Regions from separate parts of the Xenopus laevis genome. Here region 2 is linked to region 1. Evidence: chromatin contacts called from public Hi-C data. All regions are on one chromosome and are shown on one strand. The core of a region is the stretch at or near the end of the contact, and the rest is flanking DNA. Distances in the headings are between cores, read along the strand shown. Region 1 holds the start of grap.S (GRB2-related adapter protein). Region 2 overlaps LOC121399188 (sodium/glucose cotransporter 5-like).

Evidence for each region. A called contact is a pair of places that touch in the nucleus more often than the background predicts.
Region 2: a contact with region 1 is called in a Hi-C map of the XTC cell line, with 5 times the contacts expected there. The contact joins the enhancer-like site here to the promoter of grap.S in region 1. A contact is called at or near these places in 3 of 4 Hi-C or Micro-C datasets (the XL177 cell line, the XTC cell line and animal cap).

Annotation. Positions count from the first base shown.
Region 1 is chr9_10S:103,252,012-103,256,040 of Xenopus_laevis_v10.1, forward strand. grap.S (GRB2-related adapter protein) reads left to right here and starts at 1,907. Exons shown (of 6, transcript XM_018239292.2): 1 at 1,907-2,007.
Region 2 is chr9_10S:103,378,810-103,382,838 of Xenopus_laevis_v10.1, forward strand. LOC121399188 (sodium/glucose cotransporter 5-like) reads right to left here. Exons shown (of 15, transcript XM_041579161.1): 6 at 2,980-3,085; 7 at 1,866-1,946. Among protein-coding and RNA genes, the nearest start is that of LOC121399188, 26 kb to the right of the region's middle. Within about 2 kb of position 1,677, at least 1 of the 7 cell types and tissues checked has an H3K27ac peak or open chromatin away from gene starts, as enhancers often do.

The DNA.
Region 1 (4,029 bases), core at 657-3,156:
CATATGCAGGAGACGAGCCAACCAATATGAGCAGAAGACTTGGATATCGGCTTGTCGATTGGGCTGGCTGGAAATTTTTTATCGGGCACCTTTGAAGGCGCCCGACCCTCGCCCATTGTTAGAGCTGAATCTTCAGTTACAGGTAGAATTCTATTGTTTCTTCCTGTATATCTGACAATTCAGTTCTACAAATGTGTATTGAATCGAACAAAGTTTCTTGGAAAGTTCTTTTCCAGGAAATATTGTAATTGTTACATTTATGGCCAACTTTATGGCCAACTCCACTACCAGGATCCTCCTACTTTCTCCTGAGAAGTTCAACCCCAAGTAAAATCTTTGGCATGGCTTCTTGCTAAGCAAAGGATAGCATATGTAATCCTTCTAACATTCACAGCCCTTCACTCCTCTGCTCCTGGTTATATATTTCTTCTCTTGTCTCACTGTATGTTCCAAGTCTTCTCCTCTGCCACTTCTCATCTTTAAACCCTTCTATCTTGCTGCTCCTTATCTCTGGAATTCCATCCCAGAATTCATCCGTTATGAATGCCCTCTCATTCTATTCAAGAAAAAACTCTGACTTTTGGAGCACTAGAACATTAGTTAGTCTATAGCGACGAGCGAATTGTGGAACTGCGCCAAAAATTCACCACGCAGTTTTGCATGCAACAAAAATTTCACGTGGAAGAGAAAAATGTTGCCCTTATCTATCTATCTATCTATCTATCTATCTATCTATCTATCTATCTATCTATCTATCTATCATCTATCTATCTATCTATCTATCTATCTATCTATCTATCTATCTATCTATCTATCAATCTATCTATCTATCTATCTATCTATCTATCTATCTATCTATCTATCTAATCTATCTATCAATCTATTTATCCTATCTATTTATTCTCTCTCTCTCTCTCTCTCTCTCTCTCTCTCTCTCTCTCTCTCTCTCTCTCTCTCTCTCTCTCTCTCTCTCTCAGGTTTGGTGGCGGCCATGTTTGGCTGCATTGCTTCTTGTCCCTGCTTCTCTGGCTGACCAGAAATGTGAGTATTAGCCAGGACCAGGGGTGCATGCTCTTGTTAGGTGATCAGCTCCTAAGTGCCAGGAACCAGAAGTGATGCTGCCAAATATGGTGGGTCTCAATGTGCATTATTTGGAGTCCATATTGCCATAAGTGCCCTGAGAGCATTGCTACCCACTGTCCACTTGCACAAATGTCGGTGAATATCCTACCAGTTTCCAGGAGGGTTTAGGAATAAGTAAAAGCTCTGGCATTTCAAGTTTATCCTCTCCCCTGATAAATGGTTAGGGACCTATTTTGGCCTGTTCAATCAACCAAAAAGCTTTTTCCTGTTTTCTATCTAAATGAAAATGTTTGTATTTTCCATTTATAGAAAATATTATAGAAACATTTTTATTTATAAAAATTAATTTGGGCGTAAAATAGCCAAAAACCGGGCCAAGTGGTAAATGCGGTTGTTGGGGATAAGCTATATTTTTTAAAGTCTGGTGCTTTCACCAATTTGTATGAATGTGAACCACCCCTTTAATTCCCCTCTACCTGAAAGGCACCAGTCTGAGATTATACCTTTATATATGATAATAGCACAGGGCTGCACCGAACTGGCAGCAATGAATAAAGCAGTAATAACATTAGTCTTGATGGATCTGAGCAGAAAATCAGAGAATGGCTTCTAAAACTGGGATCAGAGCAACAAGAGACATGGCTGTTACTATATACTGTATATATATATTTATATAGAGAGAGAGTGATTATCTGTATTTGCTTCAATAACTCGGTGCTGCCACGGTGCAGTGTGTTTTATTTTGTGACTTCCTGTCACCTCTTTACCTAACAAATAAAACCCTTTAACTGTAAAATACCAGCCCTCTTCCTCTGTAAGCTCATCAGAGCATAGAGACAGCCTGGAGGCAGATAAAGTAATCCGTGCAGACGGGGGCATCTGCCGAATGGTTCCCAGCAAAGAGGCACGTAAGATCTTCTGAGGGTAAGAGCTTCTCACTGGTTATACCCCTCGGGTAGGTTAATATCAGGGTGGGGGGGGACAGCTTTAGGATGATGACGAGAAGCATTGTAAAACAACAGACTATTCACTAATAGATAATTGCAGAGGATATGGGGGGTATACTTTGAGATTTCAAGGAAGAAGGTGTTAAAGTCATAATGGCAAAAGGCATGGAAGTCTCTCCCTGAAATTGTTGTACCTGCAGATAAAATAATAATAGACTATTTTTAAAAAGTGATCCCGTTCTCAGTCTGGTAACTATAGGCCTGTTAGTTTGACATTGGTGGTAGGAAAGCTTGGATGAGATTAAAAGGAATACATTTTTGAATACTTTTCAAATCACATGGCTACGAGTTTGTGCCAGCAGTTGATCTTGCCAGACAATTTATTGCCTTGAGATCAGGATGGCAATGGATGTGATTTGCTGCCTTAGACTCTGCCAAAGCATTTGTTACAGTACCACACAAACGTTTCCCGATTATTGGCCTGCATTATATTATTTTTGCTTGGATAGAGAACTGGCTGAAGGATAGAGTACAAAAATGGTTGTTATTAGTGTTGTTAGTGGAGTACCACAGGGGTCTTTTAATTTTAACTTGTCTATTAATGACCTTGAGGTTTGTATTAAAAGTACAGTTTCTATTTTTGCTGATGATACTAAATTGTACAGAACTATAAGTTCCATGTGGCATGGTTACTAAGTAGCATGTGGCACTTTTGGCTAAAGACTGGGCAGTAAACTGGCAAATTTGGTTCAATGTTAATAAGTGTAAAGTTATGCACTTTGGTGACGAGCCCTAAGCTTAGCTTCTCAACAGCTGCTCAGAGCCCACTGAGCATGTGAGTGTCACAGACACTTTCCAAGATGGTGACCCCCTGTGACAAGTTTGAAGTCCTGGAACATTGCTGCTAATGAGAAGCTGAAAGTTAAGGCTGGTGCAATAAGTTCATTATTTAAGAAAGACATTTTTAGCCGTATTCATTTTTATGATTTAGTTCTCCTTTAATTGAGATGGATTTGGGAGGAGGAGGTTGTGGATAGCAAACTGTGCAACTCTAGGCCACTAAAGATGGCAGTTGGATCGCTTCGGAAAATGAAGCAATCCGAGTGACATCCCGCCGGCGATTCACATTCTAGCCAGAGGGAAGGCATTTCTGGGAGATTAATCTTAATCTTCCCAAATAGCAGTGTAGGGGCCCATAGGGTTAATGTGTCCCTATGTCTTTAATTCCCTACACCTCCTAATCTCCCTAGTTGCTGGGCCATGTAGCTAGATGTAATTTGCATAGCTGTGCTATTGGCCAGGAGGAGCTGTGACCATGTCCTCTCACAGTCTGGTATATCTTTGGCCTCTGGATGTTGATCCAGCTGGGTGTGCCCAGGGGAGCCTGGGTACAGCAAGGCCCAGAAAAGCCAAGTGCTCTAGAAGGACCTCTGGAGAGATAAGTCTGGGAGCAGGAACCCTGTGAATGAGGTTCGCTAAACAGAGTTATATCTGTCATAGAATCTCTAGGAGAATAAGGTAGAGAGGACAGATAGTAAGAGCAGTTGGAGCTCCATCGAGGATTGTAGTAGGGAGTAGCTTCCCAAGACTTTTGAATTGCCTAGAGTGAAGGGGCCACAGTGGATAGTAGAAGGTTCTCCCTGACCACTCCACTGGGTGGGAGCCGGATCACTTTGAGGTATATTGCAGAAGAAAATGGATGTACTACTTGACTACCTTGCCTGATGGAAGTCACTGCTGTGTAATGTAACCTGTTTCAGCCTGCTGTGTGGCATTGTGTATGCCTTGTACCTCTGTAAGCAAACCCTGGGCTCATTTGTCTTGTACAATTAAACTGTTATTCGTTTGGTTTCTCACAAGAATCTCCTGGCGCCCATTATTTCTATTTGGTGTAGCAAAGTAGCGTGAGAGTTGTAGTTAAACTACTCCACCTGGGAAATCTTCCATGTAGCGAAAGCCCTAGCCTGAAGTGTTCTGAGTCGCGTGTAACCCATGCGTT
Region 2 (4,029 bases), core at 427-2,926, 130 kb after region 1:
ACCATATAAAGACACAAGACTGCAGGCTGAGTTATACAGGGAACTCTGAGTATCACTCATGTATTATAAGGGATAATGTACCCCCTACTGTAAATGATAAGGATATTAGAAGTCACTGAGGGATTGTTCTGTGACCATATAAAGACACAAGGCTACAGGCTGAGTTATACAGGGAACTCTGAGTATCACTCATGTATTATAAGGGATAATGTACCCCCTACTGTAAATAATAAGGATATTAGAAGTCACTGAGGGGTTGTTCTGTGACCATATAAAGACACAAGGCTGCAGGCTGAGTTATACAGGGAACTCTGAGTATCACTCATGTATTATAAGGGATAATGTACCCCCTACTGTAAATGATAAGGATATTAGAAGTCACTGAGGGGTTGTTCTGTGACCATATAAAGACACAAGGCTACAGGCTGAGTTATACAGGGAACTCTGAGTATCACTCATGTATTATAAGGGATAATGTAACTCCTACTGTAAATGATAAGGATATTAGAAGTCACTAACCAAATAAAGGCAGTTTTAACCCAATGTATGGGTCTCTCTCTCTCTCTCTATATATATATATATATAAAATATGCTTGTGTGTAAGTAAAAAGACCAGCACGCATTTCGTGTGGGCTGCTTTGATTTTTTTGCCAGGACTGCTTTTTACTCCCAGTCCGGCCCTGGTCAGATATTCATATAGAAATAATAGAATTCTACCTGTATCTGACGATTCAGCACTAACAATGGCCGATGTTTGGGTCCCTTCAAAGGCCCAATCAAAATTTTCCGTCCAGCACGATCGACGAACCGACCAATGTCCAAGTCTTCTGGACTATCTATCGGTCGGCTCTTTTCCCACCATACAATATTTTACGAAAAAAATTTTGTGCGATATTAACTAGCATATGCAAATTCGGTTCGGCCGGGCAGAAGGATTCGGCTGAATCCTGCTGAAAAAGGCTGAGTCCTGGCCGAATCCTGGATTCGGTGCATCCCTAATGTACACAGTACAGTGACTCCCCTCCATTGTTTTCTCCAGAACTGTATTTGTTTATTGTACACTAGTGTCTTTTATCGGGAATTCTTCTGAAAATGGTGAATATTTAACAGAAGTGGCATTACCCCGGGCCTACATTTTAGTTCCTTGTAGACACAAAAGAGACCAGTTAAAAATGAACTTTCCCTTCCTAAATCGACGCTAGTGACGAGTGAAAGGGGAACGCTGGTATATAGTAAATATATAAATATATTGTTCCTGAGAACTCAGAGATCATTGTTGCTGCTGATTATAGACCTGTATTATTCCATTCAGGGCCACCTTTAACAAACAACACCACCAAGTCGCTAGGCCCAGTTTCGGGCTGACTTCTGGGAAGTGGGTTATAACACTACAGGGGGGATATGGGAGGGCTGGGGCCAGAGCCAACCCCACAACAATGAGTGTAGGTTTAACAGGCAAGACTGCTGCTGTTTAATGCTGCCTCGTACACAGTTCTGACATTCTTTATAAGCCGTGTATCCCAAGAAAAGAGGGTAAATATTAGCTTGTAAGGCTCAGAAAATAAAATTCTGTTTGTTAAAGTGGGTGTGCGACCAAAGCTGGACTCAAATACCTACTGTATATACAGAACAATTAAGCAACAATCCTTGGCATCCATCTTTCTGGCATCAAGACATCCAGTAGAATAGGTCAGGCCTCATACACATGATAATTCTCATAGTCATAGTTCTATCAGCACTCCTTCTCCCTGACACCTCCAGCTAAAGGTTCATGAGGGTGCTGGGAGTCGTACATTTATTATGTTGTGTCCAAATCACTACCTAAGTTTCACAGCAGAATAAAATTCTTTCCCAGCCTTCCTCACCTGTGATTGTGAGTATAACGGCTCCGACGATCATAACGACTGTTTGCAGAGCATCTGTATAGATCACCGCAGCCAGGCCACCTAGAAAACGATATAAGGGGAATTAAAGCAATATAAAGGGAGAAGGGAATTCCTATATGAAGTGACACATTCTATAGGCGTAGTTGGAGACCTGTAAAATCTTCTTTAAAGGGGAACTATCTCGGAAATTTAAAATTTAACAGAAGCTTCATCATACTGAAATGAGAAACTTTCCAAATACAATCAATTAAACATTCGGTACCATTTCTGTAATAATGAAGTTTATCTTCACTATTCCTCTCTCAGCATCTGTTACTTTTTATTTTGTCTTCATGCAGGAGTTGGGTGTCAGATATTCATAGACAGTTAGATGCAATATGTTTTATAGAGGGGCTCCTTTTGCCTAGCAGATGTATTAGAGCTCTCTCAAATAACTGATTCCAGTACAAACAAAATCTAACAAAATAACTGCCTTTTGCACAAATCCTGCATGTAGAGAGACAGGATTTCTGGTGATTTATTAAATTCACCAGACATCATGTCTCTCTACATGCAGGATTTGTGCAAAAGGCAGTTATTTTGTTAGATTTTGTTTGTACTGGAATCAGTTATTTGAGTGATCTCTAATACATCTGCTAGGAAAGGGAGCCCCCCTATAAGATATATTGGATCATTCAGCTGACACCCAAATGCTGAATGAAGACAGAATGAAGAGAAACAGATGCTGAGAGAGGAAAAGTGAAGATAAACTTGATTATTTCAGAAACAATGCAGAATATTTAATTGATTGTATTTAGAAAGTTTCTTATTTCAGTATGAGGAAGTTTAAATTAAATTTTCATTTTTGCAATAGTTCCCCTTTAACTAAAGAAGCTTGTTGCCCAATGATAAAGGCTATGGCAACCTCCTAAAACACATGGAGAAGAAGCACACTGGAACACAAGACTGCAATTACAGGGTACAACCTTCCAAAATGTTTAATGCAGAAGTGCAACGTTTCAGGGGTCAAGCTTGACAAAGTGTTGTGTCTCGAAACGTTGCACTTCCGCAGAGGCCTCCTACTATACCTGAGACCAGCTGAGATGTATCTTACCTGCAATAGTATACAGGGCCGTCACCACCAGCATGAGGACCGTGGAGAGGTAGAGGTTCCAACCCAAGCACACCTGTATAAACAGCGCCCCGGAATACAGATCAGTCTGCAAACACAGGAATAGAGGAGAGTTTTGTCAAGTTTTCTGCCATATCTCACCACTTGTCCACCAGATGTAAAAAAAAACAACCTCTAATGAATGTGAAGGCCAACTAGAGTGAAATTCGGGGGTGAATGCTTATTCACTAAAGTGAACATCCCTAAAGGTGGCCATAGACATAGAGATCAGCTCGTTTGGTAATGTCACCAAACAAGCTGATCTCTCACCGATATGCCCACATTGAAGTGGCGATAGCACATGGGCCCTAGGGCCTAACGATCGGATCATAATGGATCTGATACGGGCGGTCGGATCGTGGACCACATACACGCACAGATGCGGCCACGGTCCAACAGGATTTTTTAACCTGCCCAATCGAGATCTGGCCGATTTTTTTCAGATGGCCGAACACAGATGGCCGAACACACTGGCCAATAAGATGCCGACTTGGTCTGTCAGGAGCTTTTATCGGCCCGTGTATAGGGGCCTTTTGGTGAAAGAATCGTGAAATTGGCTACTGCTGCTTTAGTAATCTGTGGACTAAGAGGACGGCACACATTGGAACGGCGCACTCCAGGATCTCCTTGAAGAATCGCACTTTTGCAGATTAAGGATAAAAAGTAACAATCTTTATTTTAACATCCAATTTACAAACAATAGCGTCTGAGGTCTAACGCATTTCATGTTGAAGCACTTCCTCAGAGACCTCCTCATGAGTTAAGAGGGGCTTGAGCAGTTGTTGGACCACAGACTCAAATGATCAGTGGCAGAAGGGGCCTCGGAGGGAATACCAGAGACATCTAGGGCTCACTCTATGCACCATTAGGTATAAATGTACTAAATAGTATCTCTATTAATAAGCTCCATGGTAGAAATAAGAGAGCTGAAGGGAAATTTGGCCTACCAGGAGATTCCCCAGTATCATGACAGACCAGTCCCTGGTGATTTCA